Linked DNA regions of Mus musculus: region 2 is linked to region 1. A link is a contact called in public HiChIP or PLAC-seq data. All regions are on one chromosome and are shown on one strand. Each heading gives the region's core, a stretch centred on a gene start, on an enhancer-like site or on the middle of the called end of the contact. The rest is flanking DNA. Distances are from core to core; before and after follow the strand shown. Region 1 holds the start of Zfp873 (zinc finger protein 873). Region 2 holds the start of BC024063 (cDNA sequence BC024063).

Region 1 (6,523 bases), core at 2,746-5,245:
GCTACCTGGAAACCAGTCTTCTCTTAGCATCCTTCAGATGGAGATGTAGAACGCTCAGCTACTCCTGCACCATGCCTGCCTGTTTGCTGCCATGTTCCTGCCTTGATGATAATGAACTGAACATCCTGAACCTGTAAGCCTGCCCCAACTGTTGTCCTTATAAGAGTTGCCTTGGTCATGGTGTCGATCCACAGCAGTAAAACCCTAACTGAGACACTGGTATACCCTCCATTTCTAGATGGTCACGTTGTATGTTGTCACATTGACAAAAGAAAACAGATATCATAACTCATCCCTTGTTAAATGTGACACACAATCATATTTATGTCTAAATGAAAACAATAACCATGTCAAAATAATGCCTAACTTGATATAACTATGCCTCGTACAGCAACAAAGGCATAAACAACAAGCTTACCTAGGTTCTATCTTGCCTGAGTCCATCATTCCCTTATTTCCACTTAATATCTTCAATCTATTTATCTGCTTGAACACAGGATTTAGCTCCATTCCACTTCCTGGTGCCCCTTTAATGCTTGAACATACATTTTGTATTGAAAGAAAATAAAACTTGAGACCTGTGATTCATGTAATTTATGTCAAATAGCCCAAAGAGTTGTTAGTGAGCTTTGAAACCTGGGGCTGAGAACATAGCAGAACAGGCCAGGACATGCCCAGGCAGGCCCATCCTTAAGACATTCCTGAGGCTGCTTGGCCATAAAGATAAAGAGAATGACTGGCCTGGAGCCTCCCTATCTCCCGCCCTTCTGACCTAAGTTAAATGTTATCTGCATTTACAGTCTGCTGATGTTTAAATGAACCAATCATGTGAAACTGCGCCAATTCCTCCCCCAGTCCCAGCCCCTTTTCTATAAAAACCCCTGGCTTCCAAGCCTCGTGGTCGAATCCACTGTCTCCTGCATGAGATACATTTTGACCCGGAGTTCCACCATTAAACTACCTCGTGTTTTTACATCAAGACGATCTGTTCGTGATTCTTGGGTGCACGCCGAATCGGGAGTTGAGTGGGGGTTTCCCCACTAGGTTCTTTCAGTATCTGTCCTTGCTCATATTATTCCTTTGTAAAATGTTCTCTTACTAAGAGTGAACCACAGAACAGAGTCTACACTAGGCTGTTTTGAGATTTCCTTTGCCAAAGTAATTATTCTAAATCTCTTCACCTTAGCCTCAAGCAGCCTCTTCAGACATAGGCAAAAAGCTGTCACACTCTTCACCAAAATATCACAAGGACAATGTCTAAAAAACATATTAAAATTCTTCCCCTATGAAATCACTTGAGCCAGGCACCCAGAATTCAAATTATGCTCAGCACCACTGTCTTCCATGCTTCTAGCCCATTAAATCCCACTTAAAGCATTCCACTGCTTTCCTAATCCAAAGTCCCAAAATCTACATCTCTCAAACAAAAGCATGGTCAGGCCTATCACAGCAATACCGCAGGCCCTGGTAGCAACTTCTTAGTTAGGGTTTTAATGCTCTGAGGAGACTCCATGAATAAGGCAACTCTTATAAAGGACAACATTTTATTGGGGCTGATAATGGTTTCAGAGGCTTTGTCCATTATCCTCATGGTGGAAAGCATAGCAGTGTGTATGCAGACTTGCTGCTGGAGGTACAGCTGAGGGTACTATAGGTGATCCTCAGGAAGCAAGGAGGACAGGCAAGGAAAAGGAACACTGGGCCTAGGGGCAGGGCTGTCCATAGAAAATACAAGGGACAAGACAGAGGAAGTAATAGCTGGATCTATTGGATTAGTGAGCTGACCTTCCTGGAAAGATAGGAACATAATGATTTGACTCCCCTGGCATCATTTGCCTAAGGAAATTAGAGTACAAGTTTTAAGAGATAGGATTTGGGCTTGTGAAGGAGCCCTAGGGGAAGTTGCAAGAGGAATGAATATTGCATATGAAGAAAAGTTTGGAAAGTACTGTAGAAATAGATATATAAATGAATATATCTTAATAAAGAGATCTTGCAAGTTTTAGACAAGTTAAAAATATTAACATTATCCTGACCTGTTTAGGCACCATTCTGTTTTCATGCTAATGCTATAACCATATGTTCATGCCTAGATGACCTGTGATGTGGAGTTTTTTCTGAGAGATAAAGGTTAATGTAAAACTTGCTTTAGCAGACACTAAACTGTGTCTTTGGGTGTGCATTATGCTTTCTGGTGGCATAGTTACATGAGGTTTTTCAGAAAAACTAATGTGCTTGAGAAAAGTAATGAAAAGGCTTTGGATTATGTATTACTGCATAACAAGGAAGTGTGTAACCAATAAAAGCCTGAGATGAACTCAGAGAGAAAAAGAAAAGACAAACCAGAAAGCTGTCTCTGAGCTCAGCTTCTGAACAACTATGAGTCACCTGTCAGCTTGAGCCTGCATCATTGCCTGAGACTCTTGACTTCACACTGGTCCAATCCTCCCATTCTCAAGAACCCCAAAACAACTGAGGCTGGTCCTCAGCAATTGTTCCTAGCCACAAAAGTACAAATGATCTTGACTGGTGGCCATGGTGGCACCAAACACAGTGGGGTAAGCACTATTATATCAATCATTAATCAGGAGAATACCCTACACATTTGCCCACAGGCCAGTCTGACTCTAGCTTGTGTCAAACAGACCGAGTCTCAAACAGTACCTCTGAGACATCTCCCAACTCCCAAACACAAGACTTTTAACAAACCTCAATCACCTTAACCCTCAGTTTTCAGCCTGTGAAATGGGCACACTCACATGCAAATTTTTCAAAGTCTGTCAAGTTTAAGACAGAAGAGATGGCTCAGCAACTAAGACTTCTGCTCTAGTGGAAGAGCTGGGTTTGGTTCCCAGCACTAACATGGTGGTAAAAAATTATTCCTAGATCCTGGTGGCGACATCTAATGGCCTCTTTGGTCTTCTATGGACACCAAACACCCAACTGATAAACACAAATACAAGAAAGCCAAACACTTGTGTACAAGAAACAAATGTAGTAAATTAAAAGTACAGATCCCCATATCTCTTATATGTCACCATGGATAAAATGGCCAGAAATACACAGAAGTGGGACAAATATCGGTTGCCAAAACTATAAATATATAATAAAAAAAAAAAAATCAACGAATTCAATCAAAGGAGAGAAATTGCAAGATTGTAGACAAGAAGTCTCAGTATTATTGCAGGACACAATCTGAGCTATGGATTCAACAAACGTCCACTAAAGAGTCTAACGATTTCTGCAATGAACGACAGAAAGCCGATGACAAAAGGTCAGCATGAAAGAAAACATGAACACACAAGGCTGAATAAACAGCACAGTGACACCGTCTGGCTTCTAAGTTACCCTACACCTGCGATAAAGACTGTGCTGTTTGAGAAAGAAAGAGACCAACAAAACACGAGAGAGCACTCAGAAACAGCAACACAGTTAATGTAGGTAACCCAGTAAGTCTGGTCTTACACATGGGATTGGACCACGGTGGCATCTGCATGCGAATGTGTTAATAGCACAGACTTTACACCTGCGCAGAATTCACTGGAGATGGAGCCCACACCTGAATGGCAAATGCCAAGTGAAGAACTTCTAGAAGACTCTAGAGAAACTAGAGCTCTGCAAGTCAGAAAATCTGGCTACCGTGAAACCCGCGCATGCGCGTGCACTGAATGGTGCTTTGCACTTTGCGGACAGCAGGTCCGGCGTCCCAAGTTGTACGCAGGCGCAGAGAGGGGAACTAAGTCGATCAGAGGTCCCGCCTCCGCCTGGGAGATGAGGGGACCTCAGGGGGAACAAAGGGAATCACACCGGGCCCCGCGTCTCGCCGCCGGTTCCCGCACCCCGGGCTCCCGCAGATCCTCCCCGCGTGGGGACGGCGGCCCCGCTCACCATGGTGCGGATTCCGGGCTCACCCACTCTCCTCACAGCTCCTAGCAGCAGTTGAAAAAGCAGCACACAGAACCACAAGAGCTTCCCTAAGACTCACAGTCAAACCTGCAGCATGGTGGCGGAAGTGCCCGCCTCCGTTCTGACTGGCAGTCCGAATCCAGGCTCTGATTGGTTAATAAGGCCTCTGTGACAGGCGCTAACACTCTAGAGTCAAGAGTGCCTTACAGGGACAATGCACAGTGGTTTGCAGGGACAGAACTTTCCCAGAGCTGTGGAGATTGGCATTGCAGCTGAACTTGTGCCTGGATTGCAAAGTCATTCCGGCACTTCTCCTTCACACAGTAGGTATTTCCCCTTCTTCCTCCTGGGCACAGAATGTTAGGTCCTACAACCAGGGATAAAAAACTAAGGTGGGTACTTTATCAGCGCAGAGGCTGTCTGTCAACTTCTCCCTGCATCCCTCAGTCCATACTGCTTACAGAGTTGGCTGGCATGCCCCGACCCTACCCTGAACTTCTACAGCCCTGCTTCCCACAGCGGCCCTTCCCTTTATAATCCAACCATTTAGATTACCTAGGGGTGGGGATGTATTTTTATTTTTCATCTACCCTTTACATTCCCGATCTCTTGGTCTGCCTGAGAGGCTATTGATGGAGCCTAGTTGGAGCACAAGACCAGAGCATACTGGAGAGCCCAAAACCAAGGGATGATCACCAAGAACAGCGCAGAGTGCTACAGAGGGCAGAGCTGGAGATATGACTCAAGCCCTTTGGAGGAGCCCAGAAGATAATGTGTGTGGATCCCCAACATTGGAACAAGAAGGTGTGAAGTTGAAGTTGCCTCGGAGACTATATTAGAGATGCCAGAGCCATAGAATACCTGCCAAGGAAAACTGCTAATAGGAAGTGGAGCCAGCCAAGAGAAAGAATTGTGTTTCAGTCACCAAAGCTGAAAGGAGTTAGAGATTAGACATGAAAATGCAGAGTTTGGCGTTTCCCCAGCTGATTTCTGGTCTGGCTTTGGTCCAGTATTTCCTCACTATAATTTTGGACTGGTCATGTGCATCCTGTGATGTTGAAAATACACAATTTCCATTATGATTGAGATTTTTTTTCAGGTGATTACAGTTAAGAGATTGCATAAGTCTCAGAAGAGACTCTGAACTTTGGACTTTTAAACATTGTTGAGACTATGATATACTATGGGGACTTTTGCATTGTGGCTATGATGGCCCCTATAGACTTGTGTGTTTAAACAAGGATGTAAGGCCAGGAAATGGAATGTGGTGGTTTGAATGTGCTTGGCCCATGGGGATTGGCACGACTCAGGTGTGTCAATGTTGGGGTAGGTATGGCCTTGGAAGATGTGTGGCACTTAGCGAGGTGGGTGTTGAGGCTCCTATGGTCAAGCTTCATCCAGTGTGGGAGACTGCCTCCTCGTGGCTACCTAGGGAAGACAGCCTGTCCTGTACTGGGTACAATCAGATCAAGATGTAGAACTCTTGGCTCCTTCAACACCTTGACTGCCTGCTCACTGCTATGCTCCTACCATGATGATAATGGACTGAACCTCTGACAATGTAAGCCAGCCCCAACTAAATAGATTTCTTTATAAGACTTGCCATGGTCATGGTGTTTTTTCATAGCAATAGAACCGTAACTAAGGCACACACTCAACAATGCTTATGCCTTTTACAATAATTGAATGGTGTGAACCCAAATGGACAGGCAGTTGTACAACATGGCTCTCATGTGGCTATCACTAAAATTGTGACATCTGTTAAGGCATTCTTTCCTTGTGTTGTTTCTTAGAAAAAATGCCCTCAAAACATTGATCAGGTACCTGGCATTGGGGTATGTGGCATTATGAGAATTTAATAAGCATCACGCTGGGCAGTGGTGACACATGCCTTTAATCCCAGCACTTGGGAGGCAGAGGCAGGCAGATTTCTAAATTCAAGGCCAGCCTGGTCTACAGAGTGAGTTCCAGGACAGCCAGAAAAAAACAAAAACAAACAAACAAAAAAAGCATCACAAAGCTGGCCTTATTTACACTGTAGCTTTTCCTTAAAACTTCAGGTTATATTACAATTTCTTCAGAGGTACATGAGTATATCCTCTTGCACATGAAAATTACCTTCTACATCTTCTAAACCTTTTTTATGTCCTTCAATATTGTGGTCTTCCCTTTTACAAAGTGCCTTTAATATAATACCAGAAAATGAATATTATCAGAAATTATGCATATTTTGGTAGTCATGTGCCTCCAAAAGATATTCAGGTATTAACAGAGGTCCTAACCCTCCACATTGGTTTTTTGTTTTGTTTTTTATGTTGTTGTTTACCCTCCACATTGTGAAGGCTCTAGTGAATATGCAACAGCCTAAAGAGCCAACCATGGGAAAGCACACATCCAAAGCAAACCAAAGGAAGAGATTGCTGGATGCTCCAGAGGTGCCACCAGTGAGCAGCCATGAGAGCTGAAGGCTGCAGACAGAGGCAAAGCTGGGTCTCAACGCCTCACATCATGCCCTGCCCTGCCCTGCCCTGCTACTCTCCATGCCTGTTTTTTCTTAATATATTTGTGACTCCTCTTTTGAAGTTCATTCTTGTTTCTGCCCAAGGATGTCCTAGGA
Region 2 (6,523 bases), core at 2,342-4,841, 35 kb before region 1:
AGACTACCAGCCCATAGATGGCACTCCCACCTTTGATCACTGATTGAGAAAATGCCTTACAGCTGGATCTCATGGAGGCATTTCCTCAACTGAAGCTCCTTTCTATGTGATAACCCCAGCTTGTGTCAAGTTGACACACAAAACCAGCCAGTATTCCTGTTTGCCTTCAGAATGAGGTGTAGAACTCTCAGCTGGGTAGTTTTGGAGTTTTGGATGCTAACACTGGGTGTCTTCAAATCTTTGTCCAATCCAAAGATTCCAAAGGGAAGAAATCTTTCTCTAAAGTTAAACAGCAGAGAAAAACTATAGTTCAATTTATACAAAGACATCTCTAATGTGGAATTTAGCCTGAGTTCTTTTAAGCTCAAAATGTATTTAAACAGAAGACTATAACAGAGATCAATGGAGTATAAATGTGCAGCAGAGAGGCAAGGCAGAGTTTAAAGGGATGAATGGAAGTTCACCTTTCCTCCAAGACAGGAGGCATGGCAGTATAACAGTGTCCAAGTAGACATGGTGGTGGAGAAAGAGCTGAGTTCCACAACTTGATCCACAGGAAGGAGAAGAAAGGGACTGTGTTACACTGGCCATGGTTGAGCATATAGGAGACCTCAAAGCCTACCTCCACGGTGATACACTTCCTTGAACAAGGCCACACCTCCTAATAGTGCCCACTCTCTATGAGGCAGGCATTCAAACACAAGAGTCTTTGGGGGCTAAACTCAACCACCACAATGTCACATGCAAAAAAAAATGAGGCTTTTAAAAGAGATATAAAAAGCTTTAAAAAAAAACTATTTAGGTATACCAACTTTAAAACAATATAAGTTCTTTTCTGGTAGAGAAAATGCCATTAAGAAGACAGTGTATGAACTGCTGAGTGTTGTATACTGATATACAAGCCAAAGCCAAATGCCCTGTGTCTCAATACTGGTGCCTTCAGTCACTAAACTGAAATGACACAACCAGGTTTGCATTTATCCATATGAGAGAGTTGGCCACTTGGAAATTTCATTGGCCCAAGATAACTTCCTCAAATTCCACATCCACCAATTTGGTTTGCCTTAATTCATAAGGTATGAATTAATGCATGCTGGGAAAGAACACATCAACTCACCTACCACATCAGGATAATGGAGACCCTTACAGTTCACTGATTAAACATTAAAAGCCTGTAACTCAGATATTGCCTAGCCTGTTTTGACCTACAGTATACACAGTAAGCTTTTCCTTCCTTCTTTTCCGGTGTCCACAGAGAAGCCATGCTCCACACACACAAGTTCTATTCCTGCTACTGATATGAACATACCACCATGTAAATCAAATGAATTCTTTTTAGAACTCTGTGGTACTATAAACCTTCAATCCAAGAATTGAGGAGGTTGGCTCAGAAAGCCTGTACAGCTACACAGTAGAAGGAAGACAACCAGAGTCAACATAGGACACCCAAAGTATTTTCCTGAAAGCTGGAGGTGAGGCTGTTCTGGAATTAATGTGCCTTCCCAACGTGAAATCACACCACACATTTAGAGAATAGTGAAGAAGACTCTATATGATAAGAAGTCTCCAGCACAAGGCAGCGACAAGATTTTGCTAAATTATATAACCGTAAAGGGTAGGCTTCTGCATTCATAGTCTGCAAACTTGGTAAATGCTGCTTACTGCTCATGGTCGGTTGAGTGAGAATGGTACCCAAAGGCTCATAGATTTCAGTGTCTGGCCATTAGGGAATAGTACTACTTGATAAGTACTAGGATCTCTGGCCTTGTTGGAGTAGGTGTGGCCTTGTTGGAAAAAGTCGGTCAGAAAAGGTGGGCTGGGCAGTTTCAAACGCTCAAGCCAGACTGCCTGCTGATCTGAATTTAGAAGTCGCAGCTACCTCTCCAGCACCATGTCTGCTATGTATACCCATAATCCACACTGTGGCAATAATGGGTTAAACTTCTGGAACTGGAAGAGAGCCCTATTTGAATGATTTTCTTTATAAGTGATGCTATCTGTGGTCTTGGTGGCTCTTCCACAGCAATGGAACTCTGACTAAGAAACTACCCTGATCTTATGGCTTGCTAAGACTGCTTTCTTATACAACTCAGAACTACCTGCCCTCAGTGGCACCAAACACAGTGGGATGGGCACTATTATATCAATCATTAATCAGGAGAATACCCTACACATTTGCCCACAGGACAGTCTAACTCTAGCTTGTGTCAAACAGACCGAGTCTCAAACAGTACCTCTGAGACATCTCCCAACTCCCAAACACAAGACTTTTAACAAACCTCAATCACCTTAACCCTCAGTTTTCAGCCTGTGAAATGGGCACACTCACATGTAAAATTTTGAAAGTCTGTCAAGTTTAAGACACAAGAGATGGCTCAGCAACTAAGACTTCTGCTCTAGTGGAAGAGCTGGGTTTGGCTTCCAGCACTAACATGATGACACAAAATGATCACTAGATCCTGGTGGGGAGCATCTAATGGTCTCTTTGGTCTTCTATGGACTCCAAACACCCAAGTGATGAACACACATGCACGGAAGCAAAACACTCATGCACATCAAATAAATTTAGTAAATTAAAAATAAAGATCTCCATATCTCTTATATGTCGCCATGGATAAAACAGCAATAAGACATATATGACAATATGACAAGTATCTGTAGCCAAAATTATCATTTCGTAATTAAAAGACTCAAAGAACTTGGTCAAAGGAGAGAAATCTTATGACTCTAGACAATTAGTCTCAGTATTGTTTCAGTACATAATCTGAGCTATAGATTCAACAAACGTCCAGTAAAGAGTCTAAGGATTTCTGCAATGAGCGACAGAAAGCCGATGACAAAAGGTCATCATGAATGAAAACATGAGCACACAAGGCTGAATAAACGGCACGGTGACACCGTCTGACTTCTAAATTACCCTACACCTGCCATAAAGACTGTGCTGTTTGAGACCGACAGAACATGAGAGAACACTTAGGACAAAAACACAATTAATACTCGGTCGATTTGGACAACTTAGGCAGGGAATCACAGTGAGTCTGGCCTTACTAACACACGTGACTGGACCACCGTGGCATCTACATGCGAATGTGTTAATGACACAGGCTTTACACTGCGCAGAGTTAACTGCGATGGATGCTACACCCGAATGTCAAGTGCCAGGTACAGAACTTCTGGAAGACACTAAAGAAAAGAATTTGCTCTGCCAGTCAGCAAATCTCTCCCACTGACAACAAAACCCGCGCATGCGTGCCCGCTGAAGGATGCCCGTGTCCAAGCATCATCTCTAGCTTCCTATGCTGTGCGCCGGCGCAGCCCGGGGAACCGTCTCACTGGGAGGTGCTGCTTCCACACCGGAGGATAAGGGAACTCGGCGACTTCGGGTGACAAACGCAATTACGAAGGTCGCCACATCTCGCTGCCGGTGCCCGCACCCCAGGACAACCCCACATGGGACCCCGCGGATCCTCCCCGCGTGGGGACGGCGGCCTCGCTCACCATGGCGCGGATTCCAAGTTCGCCTCACTCTCCGCTCAACTACCGGCAGATGGTCAATAGTGCTTTCCTCAGATTCACAACAAAGCGGGTAATATGGCGGACAGGAAGTGCCCGCCCACTATGACTGAAGGCTCGTCTCGAAGTTCTGATTGGCTACTGAGGCCTGAGTGACAGGAGCAGTGTCCCTAAGAGACATCGTGTTTCCCATCTCCGGCTTCCACTACAGGCCAAGAGCGGGCCTAGATCATAAGGCAGGCTTTGCTGTAGAACTTGTTCCTGGACTGCAAAGTGGTCCCTGCACTTTTCCTGCACTCAGTAGGCACGTCCCCGTCTTCCTCCTGGGCAGAGAGTGTTATGTCTCAAACCCAGAAACAAATAAATTTGGCGCCTATTTATCAAAAATGCTATCTGCCAGGTTCCCTCTGCATATCTCAGTCTCTACCTGTTACAATGTTGGCCTGCATGCCTGGCCCCTACCGTGAACTTCTCCAGACTAGGATCTTGGCTACCCTTTACCCCATATGTCCTCCCCACGTATATCTCAGAGGCGGGGTGGAGGATTTTTTGTTTGGTTGGTTTTGTTTTTTGTTATCTACCCTTTACATGCCTGACTTCTTGGTCTGCCTCCTCCATCTCCCCTCCCTCCTCTTCTCACATGCCTAAGGGTTCATCTCGTACTTATCTCTGCCTCTGGCTGTATTCTCCCATTTATTTACAAGAATTCTCCCTCACAATATCTAGGAGTAATCATGGTCTTTACTTTTTTCTTTTATTCATTCATCTGGGGCCAAAAATCAGGACCAGTCATGTTCTTCTTTTCTTATTTCTTAGTTTTTGATTCACAGGGCTCTAGCATACACAGATGGTTGCTCAGTGTATATTGAAGTGATCCCCCTACCTCACAGCTGAAATAATACCCCACACATTCAGGTTGAAATTAAGCCAACAGATTAAGTTAATTAAAATGAATTAAGATTAATTAAGTCAGCATCAGCAATTTCAATAAGATTTCCTCACACCTCTCAGATGTACATTCTTAGCCAAGCAATAACACTTTCCCAGCCTTCTGTCATGGCACTGGCCTACTATGCCACCATCCCAGAGGTGGGCATCAAAAGGTTAAATGAGTGAGGACTATACCACCAATAATTATGGTCTCCAGAGTGAGCATGATGCCCTCTCCATGTGACTTCCAAATGGAGAAAGAAGAGAGATTTCGCCACAATTTCATGTTTACATCAGTATTTAAAACAATACTGATTGGTCTCCCTTGGCTGTAGGCAGGTTCTAGAGTGGGCCAAATTCTGACATCTCACATCTAGGCAACATCTTTTTGTTGTTGTTGTTGTTTGTTTGTTTTTTCGAGACAGGGTTTCTCTGTATAGCCCTGGCTGTCCCAGAACTCACTTTGTAGACCAGGCTGGCCTCGAACTCAGAAATCCACCTGCCTCTGCCTCCCGAGTGCTGGGATTAAAGGTGTGCGCCACCACACCCAGCCAGCAACATCTTTTTATCAAGAGAAAAATATTGGTGAGATACAGCTGTCTAGGCAACATTTCTCGTAGACTTACACCTGCTGTCTGTGGAGAAGGATCCCTTGCGTTGTTACGAATTCTTTTAGTCACTGGCTCAACTTTCCTGCTTAGTGCTGAAGACCATGCAGGTGCCCAAAAGCAATTTTTTGGGCCACTTGTGCTACTGGTGCTCAGATGTGGTGTGAGCTTGATAGGACCCTCAGGCTCCTCTAGCCTTTTTCTACCACTTATCTATCACTGGGAAGGTAAGACAAAGGCCTTACTTGACCAAGTTTGGCTTCCTCAGAAGCCTGCATGGAGCCTCCTCATTGTACACTGACAAAGTTTTGAATTAACTGAATAGGATCACCATGGCTCCATGAACAAGACACCAAGTGACTTTTCACAGGTACAGAATACTGATCAATGGCCCACAGACTGCTGGGATCTCATTGACCTGAGAGGGCAAAGAAGAAAATATTCTCCCTCTTAATCCTTCTGACATTAGAATAGCCTGCAAGTGTGTTGACTGTACTTCCAGAGATCTTTTAGCCACTACTTTTTCCTACTTTTAACTGCTCATATTTCATCTTAGGGAAAAACAGGGATAAAGATGATCAGTAGAGGGCTGGAGAGATGGCTCAGCGGTTAAGAGCACTGACTGCTCTTCCAAAGGTCCGGAGTTCAAATCCCAGCAACCACATGATGGCTCACAACCATCTAGTAATGAGACCTGACGCCCTCTTCTGGTGTGTCTGAAGACAGCTACAGTGTACTTACATATAATAAATAAATAAATCTTTAAAAAAAAAAAAAAAAAAAAGAGACCAGTAGAGGGGCAGAGGCCTGCGGTGAAGCAGAAAGACCCAGCTTGATTTGTACCTGGTTCATGGAGCTCTCACAGATGCTCAGTGGCAGCAGCTTATCTAGCACCCAGCAGTCTATTGTTTTGGTTCCTTTGGGATGTGTGCTTTCCCAATGTTGGTTCTCTAGGCTGATATAAATTCACATGAGTCGTCAAATCTAACCAGTGTAGTAGGTTGTGAACTTTGTTTGATAACTGGATATTTGTTGCAGGCACACAGATAAGAAAATTTGCATGATTTTAATAGTGTACATTTTCTGGCACTATAGTTGAGTCTACAAAAGGGAAGCCCATGACATTGAAGGACACGGTGAAAGGTTGGGAAGACATGGAAGGCAATTCTCATGTGCAAGCTGATACATGTGTACATCTAAAGAAATTGTAATAAACCCTTGTATTTTAAGGAAACGCTGCAGTGTAAATAAACACAGCTGTGCTGCTTATTAAATTCTCATACCACCATATCTCAATGTCAGGTAGCTGATTGTGGGGAAACCTTGCCAATTAAATTTAGAGTCTGCCATTGTCTGGACAGCACAAAATGTAGAACTCCATTTACCAACAAGGCTTCTCCTTCTCTGGTCTTCTCAGGAAGCCTGAAACCCCCACCCCCTCTACACGCAGAAAACTACATAATCTTAGTGAG

Evidence for each region. HiChIP or PLAC-seq counts read pairs in DNA pulled down with a chosen protein or histone mark.
Region 2: an H3K4me3 HiChIP or PLAC-seq map of embryonic stem cells shows a contact between it and region 1, with 4 times the contacts expected there. The contact joins the promoter of BC024063 here to the promoter of Zfp873 in region 1. A contact is called at or near these places in 1 of 484 Hi-C or Micro-C datasets (myocytes), 7 of 115 datasets of contacts at active chromatin or transcription factors (embryonic stem cells, epiblast stem cells, microglia and 2 more) and 2 of 9 other capture datasets (adipose tissue and liver).

What each region holds. Positions count from the first base shown.
Region 1 is chr10:82,045,595-82,052,117 of GRCm38.p6, reverse strand. It overlaps Zfp873 (zinc finger protein 873), which reads right to left and starts at 3,995. Exons shown (of 4, transcript NM_001319203.1): 1 at 3,889-3,995. The coding sequence starts at 3,891. Gm46195 (a long non-coding RNA gene) reads left to right here and starts at 4,070. Exons shown (of 2, transcript XR_001779681.1): 1 at 4,070-4,229; 2 at 4,532-5,671.
Region 2 is chr10:82,080,388-82,086,910 of GRCm38.p6, reverse strand. BC024063 (cDNA sequence BC024063) reads right to left here and starts at 3,591. Exons shown (of 4, transcript NM_001374033.1): 1 at 3,499-3,591. The coding sequence starts at 3,501.